2 separate regions of the Mus musculus genome follow, and region 2 is linked to region 1. A link is a contact called in public promoter capture Hi-C data. All regions are on one chromosome and are shown on one strand. Each heading gives the region's core, a stretch centred on a gene start, on an enhancer-like site or on the middle of the called end of the contact. The rest is flanking DNA. Distances are from core to core; before and after follow the strand shown.

Evidence for each region. Promoter capture Hi-C pulls out the DNA fragments that hold promoters and counts their contacts.
Region 2: a contact with region 1 is called in a promoter capture Hi-C map of cranial neural crest. The contact joins the promoter of Rint1 here to the promoter of Lrrc17 in region 1. A contact is called at or near these places in 1 of 39 promoter capture datasets (cranial neural crest) and 1 of 115 datasets of contacts at active chromatin or transcription factors (large pre-B cells).

Annotation. Positions count from the first base shown.
Region 1 is chr5:21,540,588-21,545,857 of GRCm38.p6, forward strand. Lrrc17 (leucine rich repeat containing 17) reads left to right here and starts at 2,940. Exons shown (of 4, transcript NM_028977.1): 1 at 2,940-3,132. Fbxl13 (F-box and leucine-rich repeat protein 13) reads right to left here. Exons shown (of 21, transcript NM_001199632.1): 12 at 3,073-3,202.
Region 2 is chr5:23,785,735-23,791,004 of GRCm38.p6, forward strand. It overlaps Rint1 (RAD50 interactor 1), which reads left to right and starts at 1,977. Exons shown (of 15, transcript NM_177323.4): 1 at 1,977-2,148; 2 at 2,556-2,601. The coding sequence starts at 2,107.

The DNA.
Region 1 (5,270 bases), core at 1,690-4,189:
GTGGCAGATATGCAGGCCTACCCCTGAGGGTTAGAGCAGCTGCTCAGAAACGCAGGCATGAAGCCTGCAGTGTTCTTTACAAAGCTACATTGCTACTCCCCCTGGAAGTCTGTACTTGGTGAGTGTTCCCTTCTCACTCCCCGAAGGCAGAATGGGGCTTGGGTTCAATTGCCCAGTTCCTAGTCCCTGACATCAAGAATTAAATCTTTTTTTGGATTCCCAACCAAATAGAAGTAGATAAAGGACAAATAAAAGAAACAAATACTTGTGATTTGAAGTTTACAAAACAAGAAAAGTTAGAGTTTCATTCTTGTGTGTATGTGTATGAGTGTGTACATCATGTATGCATGCATACATGTGCTCATAATGTGAACATGTGTGCATGTACATGTTAAGCATGCATATGTGTGTGCATTTGTGTTCATGCTGTGCACATGTGTGTGCATATGTGTGCATCTATGAATGTGTACATTTGTGTTTGTGTATGCACCTGTGGACATGTTCAAGTGTGTGTGTGTGTGTGTGTGTGTGTGTGTGCATGTGCACATGTGTGTGATCGTGGAGTCCAGAGATCAGTCTTGAGTATCATTCTTCATCAGCTGTCTGCTTTGGTTTTTTGAGCCTTACTGGTCTGGCGCTCATCTTGTAGGTTGGTTACTTGTGACTAGGTTAGCTAGGCTGGCTGCCCAGCAAGTCCCAGGGATCCTCTCTCCCTGACTCCCACTGGTAGGGGATTACAAGTGAAGCGTTTTAGCACCTCTGCATTTGGTTTGGTTTTTAATCTTGGTTCTGAGGATTGAAGTCAGGTCACACTTGCAAGGCTTTCTGAGTGAGCTTTCTTCCCAACCCAAGAGTCTTATTCTTACACATTCAGACCAAATTTAAATAGCAACTGAGGCCACACAGGCAATGCATTAGATGAGATCACTGTCTGTATAATCACACATACATAAGAACATTATCAAACAGAGGCCAGGTTGCAAATGAAGATGCAAGCATGCCCCGGCTCAAAGGGAAACGGCTGACTCAGCTCCAGTTCACTGCTACCATAGTGGAGTGCACCCCCTACAATATGAATATCTCTAGCCTTTGGTTGCGCTTATTTTTTAAATCTAGGTATGTGTGTGTGTGTGTGTGTGTGTGTGTGTGTGTGTGTGTGTGTGTGTGTGTGTGAAAACCCTACAATTTTAAACATTAGCTCAGTTTTCAATGACAGATCAGGTATGTTTGGCAGTAGAGCACAGAATCTTACTTGGACTCTACTGTATCTGCTAATAACTGCCTAGAGAGAGAGAGAGAGAGAAAGAGAGAGAGTGTGTGTGTGTGTGTGTGTGTGTGTGTGTGTGTGTAGATGTGTGTAGATGTGTGCATGTGTATGTATGAGTATATATGGGAATGAGTGTGCTTGTACATGTTTGTTCATGTGTGTACGTGGGGCGGCATGAATGTGTTTGTGTGTGTGCATAGACAAGTTTATGTGTGTTGTGGCCACAATATGCATGTACACAACATAAGGCCTACTGTGGGAGACTGTTTAAGGTGAGATGCAGGGAAAGTGCTAAAACACTTACAGTTAGCAAGTTTGGCTGGAGGAATTTTTTGAGCACACAAATTTCTCTCTGTACTTAGAAACACTTTTCTCTGTGGTAGGGGGGGTCTGTGTTTCCTAGGGTCTCATCTGAGGTAGTGTTCTACCCTCCCACAGATGAGACACTATCCTCTTTGATGAGATTGTGTCAAAGGGACAGCTCCCAGATCTGGGAGAAAGACATTCCTAGGCTGTAAAACCATAACAAAGCTTTTTAAAGCAGCTGCTCTCAACGGAAAGCAGAGAAAGAATGTACAATTCCTACAGTCCCAGGTTTTCTTAATAAGTACTTTAGAGACATCAGATGGCCAAGGTCAAAAAGCTATCAGAAATCCAGCCACAATGAGGAAAACAAGGGTACTTCCAACTTAAGTCCTGGTTGGTACTAATGCACGTCTGCACGCTAGTTCACGGAAGTATCCATTCTGTACATTTATTTCAACCTTAGACAAGTCTTCTCTTCTCACCTCTCATACCTAGAACACTAGGAAGTCATGTTCAGGGAACAGTGCAGCTGCATAAGAATTCCTTGCCCCGTGGTGTCCGCCTCCAGGTGCTTATCATGTGACCTACACCATAGGCTTCTAGGCAAAACTGGCCGGTTTATTCTACCACTTGGAACTTTGGTAAATGGGCACAAAACCCTCACAAGGAATCCACTGTATAAAGAGTGATGTCTCACCTAACACAAAAACAGCTCAATCATTGGCAACTACAGCTAGCTGGTTGTGGTTAGACATTTATTTTAACCAGCTCTCACCTGTGTGGCATTATGAAGAACATAGTATACTACTGAAGACATCAATATTGAGACACGAAGAAATGGGAGAAAATTGGTCACAGGAAGGATAGCTTAAGTCTATGGAAACTATAGATAGCAGAAGGAACTGTGGAAGAAGTAGCGAGTGCATCTGAATGCCATATATTTCACATGACTGCCTGCCCAACTTCCCCAATCCCTGTCCCTTCATCTTCAAACAGTTTCCCACCCGAATCTCACATCTTTGTAATATTTAGGATATGTATGTAATGCAGTTTTAAACATTTACGGTCCTTTATGTGGGACTTCTATTTCTCACATTTATTGCTTGTAGCATTTTACCCAGAGAAAAGCCCACGGGGGACCTAACTGCCTTGTCAGGAATCCTGTGTATCCCACCCCATTTGTTTGTATCTTAGTGGCTCTATAAAGTTTTGGAGATTTGGACTCTGCCCTCAAACTGTTCTCAGAAGTGGTCCGTTTCATCATCCAATGAGCTCTGCCTGTTTGTTGATGTGACGCGCCTGTGGACAGAAGCCAGGCGCCTATAGTAGCAATCCTGGAGAAAATTGAAGCAGCTGTGGCCATGTAATTTAAAACCTCAGCAGAGTGTTCTGTGCTCCACGCACAGCATTAGTGCAACATGAGGGCTGGATGCAGCTGGCTCTCGGGAGGACGTCCTCGCCTGCTGCAGGACAGAGAAGACTGAGACTGGGAGGCAAACCTGGGTGCAGCCGGAAAGGTCCAGATAGATGAGCTTGTGGCATCCGTTCCCCAAGTTCAGGTACTGTAAGCCTTTGTCGGTGAACTTTCGGCAGTAAGCCAGACTGAGGTTCTGTAAGTTGTGGAAGTACCTGGGGCGATGGGGCAGAGAGGGGAGGAAGGAGAGTCAAATACTTAGCTTTTCTCAAGTCTTTCTTGAGCCACTATGACAAAGAGACCGAAAGCTGTATTCATCGTGCACTCTGCTTGCAGATGTTCGGCAGTTTTACAGCTGCAGTCTCTCTTGCTGTTACGTGAAGGGGGTGTCAGTGATAGAGAAGATAATGCATGGCTGCATGTCAAAGGGAAAGAAAGGCTATCTGGGAGGATTCCATGAAACTTGATGGGGTAACACTTTTCTTGGCTGGAGGGTGGGTGGAGTCTTGCATGCATATTATTTGAAAGTCTGTTGCTGAAACCCAAGTTAGAGTTTACTCTCTAGTTTTTAGCTCTTACCTTTGCCAAACTACTACATGAACTGTTGAGAAAGATAAACATTTCATAAGCATTTTATGGAAAGTAGCTGTTCCATCATGGTGAGGAATCAGGGCAGAAAGAAGACAAAACCTTACGCAGCAAGCTAAGTGGGCAACACTTGAGACAAATAAAAAATGGGTCTGATTAAAAAAATGATTTAAAAGCCAGAGATTTCAACGTGCATGGCTTTGTGAGTAATGATGTCCTTAGGATAATTAAAAATAACGGTTCAGACTGATATGTACTCAGGAGTTAAACATAGGCTAAGAACATCGAGTAGCTAAGTGGGCAACACTTGAGACAAATAAAAATTACACAGGAGGCTGTCAATCTCACTGGAGTTGGAACAGGAAAGATGCCATTACCACAATGACCAAAATGAGAGCTTCCAGAAGAAAGGGGACCGGGCGGGCATGGGTTGGTTTAGGATGTGTCTGTTCCACCACGTAAGGGCTGGCATTTTCAGGACACTCTGTGGACAAGCTTCTAAGCCCTCCTCAGCATGGCATTCTTTAAAAATGTAAGGATTCTTGCTGCCTCCTTGTGCAATAACTACCAATACGCTCTTAGTCTGGAGTCTGCAACAGCTTAGCGGCCATCGAGTACTCTAGAAGGAGGCAGAGAATGCCCCTCCACCTCTCCTGATGCTTGCAAAGCAAGTTTATCTTAACATAAATGTGAAATAAGATATGCAACCCTTGCCCATAGGTTAGATTTAGCCCTAAAATCAAAACTCAAGTCTATATGATTTAATGGCTCTATTCCGAGGTGAGTTACTGATTGAGAACACACGTTCCCCTCTGGGAATAGCTGTGTGCATGAGATTCCACAGAAGAGCCAAAGCAGCTTTTGGACCACAGTGGCAGTGGGCTGGACCTGGAAAGAGAGAACTCGCTAACATCCAAAGACACACCCCTCTCCTCAGCCCCCCAGTGGACTGAGAATGCTTTCTCTCTCTTTCTCTCTCTCTCTCTCTCTCTCTCTCTTCTTCTTCTTCTTCTTCTTCTTCTTCTTCTTCTCCTTCTCCTTCTCCTTCTCCTTCTCCTTCTCTTTCTCCTCTTTCTCCTTCTCCTTCTTCTTCTCTCTCTCTCTTTTCTCTCTCCTCTCTCTCTCTCTCTCTCTGAGCTTGGGGTGCCATTTCTCATAACATTGCTTTAATGTAGAGATAGAGGGTGGTGAGACAGACAGTACACACCATGAAAAATACACAAGAATTTGGACTCTGACCAAACTGAGTTATAATCAGAGTCTTAATGCTTTTACTATAACTTCCCTATCCCAGTGAGGATTGCTTTCCTGGCTGCCAAGTGAAGACAATAGTCTTTTGTTTAGGAGTTCCCCTTTTGACAAGCCCTTAGCAAACTCTGGAGCTTAAGGCTTTTCTGACCTTCAGTTTTCTTATCTGTCATGGATTTGATCCCATCTGCTCTTGCCTTTGAGAAATGTGAAAAATTAAATGAGTATTCAGATCTAATAGAACTATCAGGAAGGTGATTTTCGATCATTGAAAACAGCAGAGGCACAGCAGACTTAGAGAGTTTAATGCCTTATTATTATTGCTACTGCTACCACCAAATTAACAATATACTGCCCTTTTAATTTAAGTGTGTGTGTGTGCACCCCTGCCTGTCTGTGTGTGCAAACATGCATGTCTGTTTGTATGTCAGTGTGTGTTTATTTGTA
Region 2 (5,270 bases), core at 727-3,226, 2.2 Mb after region 1:
TAAATTCTTTCATTTGTCTTTAATCATTTTATTAATTCTTTCTTTCTGTTTTTTTTTCCTTTTTAAGATAGATGCTCAGTATATAGCCCAGGCTAATCCCAAATTCAAGAGCCTCCTCCCTCAGTCTCAAAAGCACTGCAATTATAAACTTGTGGCATCATGCCTAGCCCATTTCACTAATTCTTGTACAGCTGCACATTCTTGGGGCTAGGGTAAATTAATACCTTAATGTCCTAAGGTCAGCAGACTCAGATACAGCTATATGGTATAATATAGCCTAGATCCTGTTTTAATTTTAAATTTTTAAATTTTATTATTTTTATTTTTTAAAGTGTGTGGATGTTTGCCTGTATGTGTGACTGTATACCAGGTGTGTGTCTGGTGTCCAGAGAGTTCAGAGAGAGAGTCAGATACCCTAGAATTGAGTTACAGACAGAGAGCTGTCAGCTGCTGCGTGGGTGCTAGAAAGTGAACCTGGATTCTCTGAAAGAGCTGCTAGTACTCTTAGTTGCTGAAGCCATCTCTCCAGATCCTGTTTGTCTGTCTGTCTGTTTGTTTATACGGGGTTTCACTATATAGCTCTGTCTATCCTTCAACTCACTATGTAGATGAGGCTGGCCTTGAATTCATAAAGATTCACCTGCCTCTGCCTCCTGAGTTGTGGGATAAAAGGCATGCACCACCATACCCGGCTCTTATTTATTTATTTTTTTTCATTTTATGTGTATGGGTGTTTTGTCTGCATGTATGTCTACACCTCAGTGAGTTTTCTTCTCACGGAGTAGTTTCTGTTTCCTCTAAAGATTTTTGTTTGTTTGTTTGCTTGTTGTTTTTTTTTTTTCTGTTTTCTCCCCATTTGTTTGGTCTCAAAGGCATTGCCTTCCAGGGTTTGCCTGTCAAATTTCCATGTTCTCTACCTATCCCTTGCTTCTAAGTAATTCAGTTCCTCCTCCCTGGAAAACAGTAGAGGTTTAGGGGGCTTTGCCCAGCAAACTGGATGCCAGATTTTGAGTGCTCTTTCTCTGTCTGACTCCCAGAATGTTTCAACCCTCCTACAAACAGATCTGGACCTTCCAGTTCGAAAATATATGAAGGAGTGTTCCTTTTGTCTAGCTGTCCTTCAAAGCTTACTCTTGAGTCTACAAAAGAGGTTACTTAGTCCCTACCTTTTAAATGGAGTATTTTTTTCTGTACAACGCTTAAACAGTAATAACTATTAGTTACAGGCTGAGGCAGGCGGATTTCTGAGTTCGAGGCCAGCCTGGTCTACAGAGTGAGTTCCAAGACAGCCAGGGCTACACAGAGAAACCTTGTCTCGAAAAACCAAAAATAAATAAATAAATAAATAAATAAATAAATAAATAAATAAATAAATAAATATTAGTTACCTTTGCACGTAGACTTTTGTCTCTCTAAGACTGTGAAATATAGAAAGAGCACTTTGACACTCCTACCTAGTACCACGTGGGCCAAGTATGGAACTCCGGTGTCTTGGTGGCAAATGCTTTTATGCGCTGAGCCATTTTGAGATAGGTGTTGTTCTAGCTGATACCGAATTCACTTTATAGAGCAAGCTGGCAGGGACTAGTGGCAATCTTCCCGCCTCCGCTCCCGACTTGTGGCTCACCATCCTAAGGGTATCATGAGTATTTTCTCCTCCCCTCCTTCCTCTCCCCTCCTTGAATTCAGTGTGTAGCTGGAGTTGACTTTGAACTACTGGTTTTCCCGCCTTCACCTCCCAAACGGTGGAATTCCAAGTGTGAGACACCATGCCAGGGCCGAATTTTATTTTTAGTAACTCCAAAGAAGTGGAGAGAGCTCCTGCACAGAACTCAGCAGCCTGGGAAGCAGTAGGGCTGCCAGGTTCCCTGAGCGGCCAACATGACATCCAACCAGCAGGGGGCGCCACAGAACAGGACAGCGGCGCGCAGATATGCCTCTCTAGGCCAAGAGAACGGAACCAGAGAGTCGGTGATAGGAAGTCGAGGTGGCGCTCAACCCTGCGTCCCAGAAGGCTGGTCTGGTCGCCCAGTCTGTGTGTTCCCTAGCCGGACTCTGCAGGCCGGGCTGGCGGTGCATGGAATCCAGAATTCGTGCGGAGGCAGGATGCTTGCGGCTGACGATATCGGCGAAGTGCCGGCAGCCCCGGTGAGGCGTCCCTGGAAACCCGGGGAAGGGACGCTGGTGACCCTGCGAGGTGGCACAGACCCCACCTCCGCCCCGGGGACAGGTTACCTTGGAAGTGGTTTGGCGGTGGTTCCCACGGCCGGAAGCAGGCAAGGGAGTCCCTGGGGAGGTAGTCACAGTGCAATGTCCGATGTCCCAGAAGATGACAGTTTTGAGAGTTGGCGGGAAAGTGGCCTCGGTGCCCGGGCAGAGTAACTCGGACCCTGGGGAGGTGGTCCAGACCTCTGGGAAGGTGGCAGTAGTGTCAGGCATGCCCCTGGGAGAGGCGCCTAGGACCTCTCCGCCCGTCAGTATGGGACCTTTCGGAGCGCTGTATGAATTCCACTTACTTCAGTCTAACTTGTTTGCCACACCTGTTTTTCTGCCAGTGCTGCCCCGAGAGTGGTGACGAAACGAAGAACACAGACGTGAAAAGTAAGCAGGCTTTAAACCCTTAGTTCTTTTTGTCTAGCTGCCCTTCGAAGCTCGCCTTTTCAGAGTCTGCAAAAGAGTTTCTTAGTCTGCTATCTTTTCAATGGAGTATTCTTTCTGTACAATGTTTAAACAGTAATAAATATTAGTTATCTTTGCACGTGGACTTTTGTCTCTCTAAGACTGTGAAATATAGAAAGAGCACATTGACGCTCCTTCCTAGGACAGTGACTGGTTTGGCTTCACTGGGACCTGCCATTTTAATGAACTGTCAGCTCGTTATCAGGTATTTAGAGGGGTTATGCTGGTCACTGTTACTGGGTTCTAGGAAGAGGTTTGATAATAGGTTAATTGTACTTTTGCCTTCAGTGAGTAAGTAATTACAGTTTGCTGCAGGTAGCCCACACCTTAGGTCCCAGGGCTTGGTCTGGGTAGGTGACATGGAAAAGACCCAGTACCTAGGACAGGAAACTATGTCAGACTCCTGGATATTTGTTATTTCACTTGAGATAAGCGTAGCAGGTTATTAGGAATCCAGCACCCTGAAGGGGCTGTTTTTGTTTCTCTCTCTCTCTCTCTCTCTCTCAATCTCTCTCTCTCTCTCTCTCTCTTTAACCAAGGTGGAGCGTAACCCAGGTTCGCCCCAGACTTTTGTGTGACTAAGGATGACCTTGGACTCCAGATCCACAGTCTTCTATTTCACAGATGTCACATGCCCAACCTCTTTAGGAGCTTTTGAAGTATTTTTTAAAGATTTATTTATTATTATATCTATGTACACTGTAGCTGTCTTCAGACACACCACAAGAGGGCGTCAAATCTCATCATGGGTGATGGTGAGCCAGCATGTGGTCGATGGGACCTGAACTCAGGACCTTTGGAAGAGCAGTCAGTGCTCTTAACCTCTGAGCCATCTCTCCAGCCTGAAGTATTTTTTAAAAAGCCCTTATGTTAACAGTTAAGCTCAGTGACCTTGACAGTAAGAGAAAGGGTGCCCACATTTCCATGTGGCTCCCAGGAGGAAGTTTGCTCTTACTGTTGGCTTCTGATAAGCTTGAAAGATGGCTTGGTGCTTAAGAGTGCTTGCTGCTGTTACAGGGGACCTGGGTTCAGTTCCTGGAACCCACGTGACAGCTCAGTACTTCAGTCTTAGAAGTCTAAATGTACAGTCCTGCCATCCCAGGGCTCTTGCTCACACATGGTACACATAAACTCACGGAAGCAAACACCTGTGCACATAAATCAAATGAACAAATCCTTAAACAAATAAATAATAATTAAAAAAAATAAAACAAAACAAAACCCAAAGCCTGAAGTGGCCTGGGAAGTTAAAGTGCCAGAGCTCTTTCTTGCCTAGAACTTTGGGAGCCCTGGGTTTGAACTTGAGCCCTACACCACCAAACAAACAAAGCAGCAGACAGAATGGGCTTAGCAGTTAAGAGAATTTGATATTCTTCAGAGGAGCTGACTTCACCTACAGTGTGGCTAACAACTGCTTGTAACTATAGTTCTAGGAGATTCAATGCTCTCTTCTGGCCTCTATGTACGTTGACTAATGTGGTAAACAGACATACATATAACACCTACACACATAAAATCTCAAAAGTTTAGGAAATACCTGCCAGCCCATTTGTAAACCAAAAGGGGAAAAGCAGAACAAAACAAAACAACAAACAAACAAACAAGGAAACAAACCAAAAAATGCAAACAAACTTTCTCTACTTTTGTCTGCCCAGATGCCTTGACTCTTGACATCAGCCGAATTGTCATTTTAGAGCGTCAGGTGCAAACTACTTCGTTAAGGACTTTGTCCGTGTCTTCAGTGGCTCAGTTAACTGCTGTGCGACAGTGTGCAGGCTCTTTATAAAAAATGAAAGGGAAGAGACATAAAAATCTGCCAAGCCAGGTGTGGCTCACTTCTGAAATCCCAGCCCTTAGGAGGCTGAGGCAGGAGGATTACCATGATATGGAGATCAGGTTAGGTCACAGAATTATAGTGTATCTAAAATATTGTACACAAATATTAGTGTATTTGGTTTTTAGCTCTTTTTTTTTAAAGTTATGGGCAAGAATAGTGAAGCCTAGACTTGTGCTTTTAAAATTTAGATGTCTGTGACTATGCATGTCTGGTGCCACGGAAGGCCAGAAGAGGGCTTCAGCTTCAGCCTACTTGGAACTGGAACTACAGACGGTTCTAGGCTACTCACATATGAGCTCTGGGAATCCAACCCTGGTCCTCTACAAAATCGACAAGAGCTGTTATTTCTCCAGCCTGTCTTAAGAAACAACAGATAAGGGCTGGAGAGGTGGCTCAGCGGTTAAGAGCACTGACTGCTCTTCCAGGGGTCATGAGTTCAAATCCCAGCAACCACATGGTGGCTCACAACCATCTGATGCCCTCACAACCATCTGATGCCCTCTTCTGGTATGTCTAAAGACAGCTACAGGGTACTTATATATAATCAATCAGTCAATCGATCAATCTTTAAAAAAAAAAAGAAACAACAGATAAAATTAAGTATGATGGTGCATGACTGTAATCCCAGCACCCAAGAGGTGGAGGCAGGAGGATTAGAAATTGACATTAAAGTCATCCTTGACTACCACATGGCAAGTTTGAGACCAGCTTGGGATACATGAGATCTTTCTCAAAAGCAAATGAACAGACAGAA